3 separate regions of the Mus musculus genome follow, and regions 2 and 3 are each linked to region 1. A link is a contact called in public Hi-C data. All regions are on one chromosome and are shown on one strand. The core of a region is the stretch at or near the end of the contact, and the rest is flanking DNA. Distances in the headings are between cores, read along the strand shown. Region 1 has its middle 27 kb from the start of Gm42344. Region 2 overlaps Vps13d (vacuolar protein sorting 13D). Region 3 overlaps Vps13d (vacuolar protein sorting 13D).

Evidence for each region. A called contact is a pair of places that touch in the nucleus more often than the background predicts.
Region 2: a Hi-C map of bone marrow-derived macrophages shows a contact between it and region 1, with 27 read pairs. The contact joins two enhancer-like sites. A contact is called at or near these places in 2 of 484 Hi-C or Micro-C datasets (the AML12 cell line and bone marrow-derived macrophages), 5 of 115 datasets of contacts at active chromatin or transcription factors (bone marrow-derived macrophages, double positive thymocytes, epiblast stem cells and 2 more) and 2 of 9 other capture datasets (adipose tissue and liver).
Region 3: a contact with region 1 is called in a Hi-C map of bone marrow-derived macrophages, with 40 read pairs. The contact joins two enhancer-like sites. A contact is called at or near these places in 1 of 15 datasets of contacts at CTCF or cohesin (the NIH/3T3 cell line), 2 of 484 Hi-C or Micro-C datasets (bone marrow-derived macrophages and liver), 3 of 115 datasets of contacts at active chromatin or transcription factors (bone marrow-derived macrophages, embryonic stem cells and epiblast stem cells) and 3 of 9 other capture datasets (adipose tissue, embryonic stem cells and liver).

The regions. Positions count from the first base shown.
Region 1 is chr4:144,928,523-144,931,624 of GRCm38.p6, forward strand. It overlaps a transcript of Vps13d not described here. Among named protein-coding and RNA genes, the nearest start is that of Gm42344, 27 kb to the right of the region's middle. Within about 2 kb of position 1,614, at least 157 of the 459 cell types and tissues checked have an H3K27ac peak or open chromatin away from gene starts, as enhancers often do. A contact at or near this core is called in adipose tissue and bone marrow-derived macrophages, where this site is marked.
Region 2 is chr4:145,124,124-145,127,225 of GRCm38.p6, forward strand. Vps13d (vacuolar protein sorting 13D) reads right to left here. Exons shown (of 70, transcript NM_001276465.1): 30 at 2,287-2,499. Among named protein-coding and RNA genes, the nearest start is that of Vps13d, 69 kb to the right of the region's middle. Within about 2 kb of position 1,553, at least 39 of the 459 cell types and tissues checked have an H3K27ac peak or open chromatin away from gene starts, as enhancers often do. A contact at or near this core is called in adipose tissue and bone marrow-derived macrophages, where this site is marked.
Region 3 is chr4:145,072,303-145,075,404 of GRCm38.p6, forward strand. It overlaps Vps13d (vacuolar protein sorting 13D), which reads right to left. Exons shown (of 70, transcript NM_001276465.1): 54 at 2,534-2,769; 55 at 84-192. Among named protein-coding and RNA genes, the nearest start is that of Gm36317, 110 kb to the left of the region's middle. Within about 2 kb of position 1,644, at least 19 of the 459 cell types and tissues checked have an H3K27ac peak or open chromatin away from gene starts, as enhancers often do. A contact at or near this core is called in bone marrow-derived macrophages, where this site is marked.

The sequences.
Region 1 (3,102 bases), core at 364-2,863:
ATCAAGTATCAGCTCTCCCTGCAGCCACTAGAGGAAAAAGCCCTCCCCCGCCCCCCCCCCAAAAAAAAGAAGAAAAAAAAAACAACAGCTCAGAGTGAGCACTGTCAAACCACTTGGTGGTGGGCAGCCAGATGCGATCCCCAGATCACTGTAGCTTCCTATAGGGAAAGTGTCTGCCCTGCAACCTCAACTTATTCATGAAACCATCTTCCCTCTGAGAAGCCATTATCCAAGATGAGAGCTCCCAGGGGATAAATGTACTGGTCTACCCTCATGCCCTCTTCAGGTTCTCCCTGGAAATAGTGCATGTCACTTCCACTCCCATTTCATTGGGCAAATCTGGTCACGTGATCATTGCCTGACAAAGATCCTGGGAGGATCATGTGGGCTGCCAAGCCCTTGAAGAAGACTTCATGAGGAAAAGTTAGAAATGAAGCCAACACAAGGATGTAGTAGCCCCGGAACCCATGCTGATACTGAGCAATCCCTACATAGGCAGAGACCTGGCTCACTTCCCAAACACTCTTCCAAAGGGAGAGTTTGGGAACTTATTTCGCAGATGAGAAGATGGGTTCAAAGCAGGATGTGGGCTTGTCCACACAGCTCTGACCCCTGGTTTTCTGTGACATCAGACAATAGCAAGCAACAAGGAGTCACATCCCAGCCATCTGTCACCTGCATTTTGGTCCTTGAGAATAGGTGTGTCCAGCGTGTATGGGGGATGTTAGTACTGCCTCAGCTCCCTTATGGTGTCTGGAAATCTCCTACAGCAGGTGCCTCTGCCTGGCTCTTCTAGGAGAGAGGCAGGGATGAGTCCATCTTCGTGGACAGGGAGAAATGAGTGTGTGTGTGTGTGTGTGTGTGTGTGTGTGTGTGTGTGTGTGTGTGTGTGTGTGTGTGTGTGTGAGGGTTCCTGTCTGCTAAGCCCCAGTTTTCCTGATCACCTCTGAGCAACTGAGGTATTTTTGTATCATGGTCTGTAGGCTGACGTTATAGAGATGTTTTGATTATTGGGGTGTCCATGAAGTTGCATTTAGCCTATAAACTGGAAATGTAGTGACAACCTCAAGGGACTATGCTGGGATGCTAGAATAAGCAAGACTCAGAGAGTCTTTACCAGGGCAAGCATGTATGATCACTGCCTCAGCTACAGGGACTGGATACCTTGGTTTCCCAGTATGCAATGGTTTCTCTTGGTGGTAGGGTGGGGCCTTGTTTCCCCCACAACACACCGCAATACACCAACACCCCACTTTTGGCTTTTTTTTTTTCCTCTTCCTTTTTTTTGGATTGCTTCCAATAGAAACCAGAGAAAAGGCCTTGGGCAGATTCCCAGGAGGCCTCTCTGGTCCCTCCCTGGAATGGTTTGACTGCCTGGAGAGCTTCAAGAGTGAGAGTGGAGAGCTAATTCTGTCCCTTTGCTTGTCCAAGTGAAGGAGAGTGACAAGCGCCAACCCCCTGAGGGGCAAAACAGGCTGTGCCAACCCTGTAAAGAAGCCTTGGGTCCTGGGAAATGACCCAGTTGCCAGGCTGGAGGTTCCTCCCAAGCCCCAAAGAGAAGCAGATTGGGAGTGGGTGCCAAGCCCAGGGAGGCATCAGACCTCAGCCCTGTCTGGCTCAGGTCCAGGGGAGCAGGCTGTCTGGCTGGACCAGTGGTCAGGAATTCAGTCCTGTGGTCACCAGTAGTTCCCAGAGACCAAATTCTTTGAGAAACCAACTCTCCCAGGAATAAGCTGATGTCTTAAAAAAAACGAAACAGAAAGATCCAAGGTTGACTCCAGAGGTCACTATTAGGACCCTCCTAGCTGAGAACTCCATCCCATAGAAGGCAGTTTTCACCTTTATGGTGTTTCTATCTGATGGAAGACAAACAAACAAAAAGAACCCAGGCCACAAGGAACAGGAGCTGAGGTTCTCAAAGAACAGCTCTACTGGCTGGGAAAGGAGAGAGGAGGCTGTCGCCCAAGTACAGCCCCTCCCCCAGGAACGTCTTTCTGACGCTCAGTGGTATGGGACTGAACTAAGCCGAGAGGACTTCTCTACGCACACTCCTGGCTTCAGGCAAAGCCAAAGGCGACAAATATCCGCTGACGCAGAAGGAAGGGCTGGAACTGCTCCCGGACAAGTCTCCTAAGTTCCCAAACATTCCTTAGGGCTTGGAGTGCAGCTCAGTTTGTGGAGTGCTTGCCTAGCTCTGGGTTTGATTCCCCAATACCACAAAAACCAAGCGTGGTATATGCTTTTATTTCTAGCACTTGAGAGATGGGGGCAGGAGAATCAAAAGTTCAAGGCTTTCTTCAGCTATATAAGGAGCTGGAAGCCAGTCCAGGAGTTGATTTGAGACCCTGTATCAAACCACAAACAAACAAAAAACATTGATTAGGGGCCAGAGAGATGACACAGCAGACAAGGGCACTTACTGTCTGCCTAGACAACCTGAGTTATATCCCTGAGGTCCGCCCTTACCCTTGGATGATTCTCTGTCCTCCATATGTACCCTCCCCCTCCCCAGAACACACAATAGATAGATTGGTGTACAATAGTTTAAAACATACCTGGGTCCACATGTGTCTACATGGGAGGGCTGTTCAGAGTGGGATTAAGATAGCTCTTCACATCCCCGGAGCCACTGTGCTTATCTGTTCAAAGCTCCCACTCCCCAGCTCTTGAGCCCACCCTGAAGCCAGAAAGCTCCATAGGAAGTGGGAGGCCCTGGGATCTGGGGGAAGGGGAAGCTGACTTACACCTCCCTTTCTCATTGCTGTAATAAAACACTGGCAAAGGCAACTTAAGGAAGAAAGAGTTTACTTTGGCTCCCAGTTCAAGGGAAAGTCCATCAAGGTAGGGAAGCGGGAGCCTGAAACAGCTAATCATGTTATGTCTACAATCGGAGCGATGGACGCATGCGTAGTAGGACTCAGCTCACCGTCGATTTCATACAGGCCAGGATCTCCTATCTAGGGAGTTGTCCTGGCCACAATTAAGATTCTCTTCCCATATTGAACCATTTCCCACAGGTATGCTCAGGGACCTTCCTCCCAGGCCATTTTAGATTCTTCTGCCTTGATAGCAATTAATATTCACTCTTAAAAGAAGGAATTC
Region 2 (3,102 bases), core at 303-2,802, 200 kb after region 1:
ATTGATGAGGCTCTCAGAAGCTCAGGACTGCTTCACAAACACCATATTCAAATGCCATGCTGTTTGGCTTCTTTAGCTACAACTAACCTCAGACTCCAATCTTCTAGCCTGAGAAGAGGATAGAGGAAGGCCATAGATGGATAGTACGTATCCTAGAATGGAAATGGGGCAGAGGGAAAGGCAGGGCACAAGGACTTGTTTTATAGTCTTCAATGTTCCCAAGAAAGTCTCCCATGCCCGGCCTGAAGCCACAGTGTCCTCAGGGCAATAGCCAGCTCTATTACCACACTAGCACACAGAGGAAGGAAAGCCAGAGACAGGCTAGTGACAGGTCATGGCGTCTGAAGGTTGAGCTTATGAAAAAGACCCTGGCTCTGGCTGTACATTTACTCACCTCCAAGCCTGTTTGGGAAAGGCTGACTTAGGGACGTGCCTAAGGCTACTTTCTCTAGTCTCGTTTCTGCTAAACCTGGCTCGCTGCCTCTACTTAAAGGGCATGGCAAGACACAGCTCCTTCTCACACACTGCACTTGTCACAGAAACACTCTACCCTTTGTAATGAACAAAAAATGTTGCCCTCCATAAAATTTTTCCAGCCCATTTTGAGCAGAGACTGTCAGAATTCAGTGTTAACTGGAAAGTAAGTGTGTCAGACTCTGCTTCTGGAAAATATTTCAAGCCTTTAAACTGTGAAGTGATTTATATTTGACATACAAAATCCCAACAGAAGAACAATTCTTCCTGAAGCAGTTCACTCCTCTCACTAACAAGGGCACTTCTGTTAGCAAGAGCGAGGTAAGAACTGATTGATTGGCTGCATGAAATTATATACCTTTAGTATATATGCAGAATAATACTTTGGGCCTCCTGTATATTAAAGCCATGATGAGGAGGGTCAAAGAACTGACTACTTAGGAAGACAAGATCAATAAGAATAAAGCAAATACCAAATTATCCCTCTGCAACAGGACCAGACACACAGAAGCCTTCCCTTCTGAGAAACATCGTCAAAGAGGCTGCCAAACACACCCATCATATCCCAAGGCTACACTCAGCCACTGACAGAGGCCAGAGGGTCTGAGAGTTAAGGGGACTCAGTTTTGATATCAAAGGCCAGGTCTAACTTGTGACTACTAGACTTTTAAGCTGTGTAACCTTCCAAGAGTCACTTGGACCTTCTCCAGGTGTCTATCTCTTCAAGTGTAAAATGGGAGAGAAATTGCCCGTGTTTGCAGATCTGGGAGAATTCAACTAGCAGTAGGTAAGGTGCCTGGTCAAGTCAGGGACCAGCAGAAAGCTACTAGCATTGCCACTGTTGGGTACACAAGGACTAAAATGTCTCTTTTGCTAGGCTTCCTAAAGGCATATGCGACACCAAGACCTCTTTCCTTCAAAGGCTAACTTCTTAGCAGCACACTGAAATGCCAGCCATATAAGTACAAGAATAGCTACAAGTCATAAGAATCTCACACAAGCTATGACAACAGTAACAGCAGCAGCTTCTGGAGGTGCCAAGTGACTTGTCAGAATGACTCAACTTTCACCCATGCCCAAGGATTGAGGCATAGGTTTTTGTTTGAATTTTAGTTCATTCCATAAAAGAGAGTCAATCTCAGAGCTCAGAAGGATGCATTGCTCTGAAGAGGAAGACTATCTTGGGGATAAGGTCTGTCTGATTCTAGACCTTCTTCTCTCCGCTCTCTGCCTCTCGGCCAGACAGGAATAAATAGCATTCAGGTCAAAACCACCCTTCTTTCATGCAGACCAAAAGGTTTTTTGGCTTGAGTTTTTTCCTTAAACTCACATAATTTCTTCCTTCCCCAAGCCACTTTACAAATTAAAGCTTACAAGGAGGTTGATTTTGAGGATCTGGCTTAATGCCAAACTCCTTTTTTTCTTTTTCTTTTTCCTTTTTTTTTTTTAAAGCAACAGAGACATCTTTTGGCGAATCCATAATAGTGCAAGTGAGCAGGGGTGTTAACAGGATGCTTGTGAGCCTGTGACTGCCCACCTTCATAGTTTCTCTTTGATGTTCTAAAGCCACAGGGACTTGGCCCACTGGCCATGAAAGAAACTATCACCATAAGGAATGGCAGAGTTGGGGAGCCAAATGTGGGGGTAATCCCAACACTGAGAAAGTGGAGTCAGGAAGGAAACCCCGGGCTATATAGTAAACTTGAAGCTACACTGGGCTACACAGTGAGACCTATCTGGAGGTGAGGGATACAGGGTGGAGGACAACACAGACAGACAAAGGAAGGCAGAGCTGGCATCGGCCTCCACTACCTGAAATGCAGTTCAATCTGAATGGAGCCCTGGGTGGCGCTGCTGCTCTTGGAGGGCTGAAAGATACAGTTGAACACATTGGTCATGCCATGGCTGGGCTTCTGCCCAGAATAGCGGGTGTCAAATGCCATCATAGAATGGGAAACCAAGTTAATGGACTTGGTCTGGTTGGAAAAACTCTCATAGAGCAGCTTACATTTCTTAAAGTCAAATCTGAAAGGGAAGAAAGCAAAGGAGACGTTAAACACAGTCATACCTTATGAAATGAAGTTCAGGTGTGGAACAAGATTGGCATCATCAGTGTACCAGAGTACCATTCAATCTGAGATCCTGAACTCACTGTTCACAGGGCACTCAAAATGCAGTCAGTGGCACTGGGCCTGAAACCTTTCCAATCGCAGAGAGGAGATTATATCCACAGGAATGCATGAGGAATAATAATATACCCAACCTATTATATCCTTAATGATTTACCACCCCATGTCCCATCCTAGGCTGACAAAGCCATATGTTAAATCATAATCCTCAATGGATATCCAGGGTCTCTTTGACCGTCATCTGTGAAATTATAGCTTGCCTGAGGCTTCTCCCTCCAGAGTCAGCAGGCACATCTGTATAAGATCACTACAGCTCACTGGAGGCAACATCCTACTTTGCACTCAGGAAGTAAGAAACTGACCCATCAACCGGAAGTGCATCCAAACCCACTGTCTTTTTTGGAAAAAGAGTAAGTTGCAAAGAGCGATTATGAGTTGCTCAGTACCATTATGAATCATTCCACATTGAAAAACTCAAGGAATAAATCAAGAGAGTAGC
Region 3 (3,102 bases), core at 394-2,893, 140 kb after region 1:
TTCAGTTTCAACTACTTACTACCTCTGTTCCTGCCATTTGTAAGATCTCTGACCAATTTTTACTGCTAGCCCTGAGCTCTTACCTTCTTTTTCAGGATGACTCTCTGCGTCTTTGGAGACACATCCAAGACAAGTTCTGCACAGGTAATCGCCTTGTGGGAAGCCACAGGCCTTCCTTTTCCCTCCTGCAAACTAAGAGGAAATAAATGAGTGCACACACGTACACACAGAACAAAGCATAAATCTCTATTAAAGAACAAACAGTTCGGCCTGTGCTGTAATCTCAGCACTCAGGAAACTGAAGTAGAAAGAGAACCCAGGCTATACAGAAAGACTCTGTCTCAAAACAAACAAAAATTCACAAAATACAGAAGAGAAAGCCAGACAGGACAAAGGCTTAGTTAGAGCTGCCCCTACCTTTGCACAATTCAAGGCTTATTTTTAAGAACACAAAACTCAAGCATTTTCCCTTTCCTCATAATTTCATTGGCACAAAATTAAGACATGAAACAATGAGCATAAATCTTTAAGGGAGACATGGCACAACCAAGGCAGATATCCCAAGGGATCATTAGGATGAGAAGAATGGGCCAATAGACACCGCGCCCCACTTTAGGCCTGTGACTCAAAACTCCCAAGCTTTATGGAATGTTGCAGTCTTGTTCTGCTTGAGGCATCTTTTTTCTTGTTCTCCTCCTCCTCCTCCTCCTCCTCCTCCTGCTCCTCCTCCTCCTCCTCCTGTTCCTCCTCCTGCTCCTCTTCCTCCTCCTCCTCCTCCTGCTCCTCCTCCTGCTCCTCCTCCTCTTCCTCCTTCTTCTTTTCTCCTTCTCCTCCCCCTCCTCCTCCTCCTTCTTCATCATCATTATCATCATCATTTGTGTAGGCTGTTGGGGACTATATACATATGGCTGGGTAAACTCACCTGTGTATATACATTATTCAGTAAGGCCAGAGATCCACATTGGATATCTGCCTCAATTACTCTATATCTTATTATTTGAAACAGGGTCTTGTTGGACCTGGGACTGTGTCAGTTAGCTTAGCTGGCCAGAAAGGCTCAGGATCTGCCCATCTGTGCCCACAGCGCTGGTGTTATAAGCACTTGCCACTGCACTTGGCTTTCCATATGGGAACTGGGCTCCAAACCCAAGAACTTCAGCTTATGGATAAAGCCTGCCCTGAAGTATGTGCACAGTGCTTAATTTAGATCACCTGCCTGTTTGCATCAGTCATTACTATTGTAAAAAGTACTGATGAGTTCAGTTAAAAATTAGTCATCTGGTCATCAAAAGCATAACAAAATTCAACAAGTTAGATTTCATTGAAATGGAAAAATTTTGTTCTTTCAATGATACCATCAAAAAAATAAAAAGACAACCCATAGCATTAGAGAACAAAACCTGCAAAAAGCTGTACAAACAGCTTCGACGCCTACCAACATACGGGCAAGGACATAGCCCAGAGCATTTCTCAGGCCTACACAGACCGAATGCACATCAAAAAAGCAGAGTCACAAGGCATAATGTGGCTGAACCCAAAACATTACACTCAGTAACTCAGTAATAGGTGCCAGACACCGGCGGTCACGGAGGTGATCCTAACTGCAAGGGCTACCCAGCTAGCAAAGCCCACAGGGACAGGAAGTGAAGTGGGTCAGTGGTTGCTGAGGTCTGGGAGTAAGGAGATGAGGAACAAGTGCCAGTGGAGGTTCTTTCAGGGAAAACAAAATGTTTTGGTGAAGCTGGTAAAGTGATAAATATAGTAAATACCACTAACTGTTCAGTTTGAAATGGTTTTCTGTTATGTGAATCTGACCCTCAATGAAATAAAAATAAAAAGCCCTATTTTTTTTCTTCTCCGTTATTAATTCTTCCAAGAATGCACACCAACCCTGTGAGGCATACATTAAAAACTAGTTCCAACTCCTAGCAACCACCCACCCATGGGGTCCAGGTACTGTCCCACTGCGCCAGAGTTCCCAAGAGCTCCTCTCCCTCCCTGTTCCAGCCTAAACCTCTAAGCTTGAGTTCTCCATCAGGACACTCCCCTTAAAAAGAGCTCAGTGGCTGCTGGAACTCAGAGAAAACAAGGAGCTTGTGGGACTTGGAACTAGACAGAACTGGTTTCTCGGGCACTAACCTTTAAGCAGGTCACATTGGTCAGTGCCATAGGAACAACCCCAAAACAAACATCCCCAGCCCAATGTCAAGATAAACACTGCAGGAATTCAACATCCAGGAAAAGGCTGGTCAGTGTTGCTTAATGCTAGGCTCCATGCTTGCAGGTGGGGGTGGGGGAGCGGAAAAGGAAGGGTGGAAGGGGGATCCTTAAAGAAAAAAAGAGTTGAGACACTGGAGAGATCAAGCTACAAATGAGGATGTGGACAAGTCTCTCAAGGTAGACCCTGAGCCTGAGAGATGGTAAAGAAAGAAGGGATCGGCTGCCACCTGTCTCTTCGGAAACTGCCTAAAATATAAAACCAGTGAATAGTTAGAATATTCTGCTTTGCATCAACAGTCATGTCCAGAATTACCCGGAGAACGTGTAGGTGGCAGCAATGTAAATGAAATTTTCATAGTACAACTGTCGGTTATTCTGGAAGTCATTCATGTTGCAGTTAATCTCCGATGAGCCTGCGCCCTTAACGGTCAGTGTGATGAAGGGTGGGAGGGTGGGCTCATCCCAGGCATAATCCAGTGACATCATGGGCTTCACTTCAGTCCGAAGCCTGGGTTCAGCTACACCATGCTGAGTGAAGACAACAGGAACCTAGAGGGCAGAGGGCTTCATTCAGGGCAGTGTCCACTGTGGCACTCACACACTCAAACACAGACTAAAATAAGAAACAGAACCTTTATGATTTCCACTTAACATTTAGGACTATAGAAATGCTCACTGTAATTGATCAACAGTAGTACACTCAACTGTTACTGGGCAATCTGATTCCTTCCTCTGCCTATATAGCGTGTCAACCAAATTCTTTGGGTGGCAGAAAGTTTACTTTAATCTGGATGAGGGAGGTCAACTATTAAAATAATTAACTGAAGTGGCTGGAGAGGTAGCTTAGTGGTTAAAAGTACTAGTTCTTGTAGAAGACCTGGG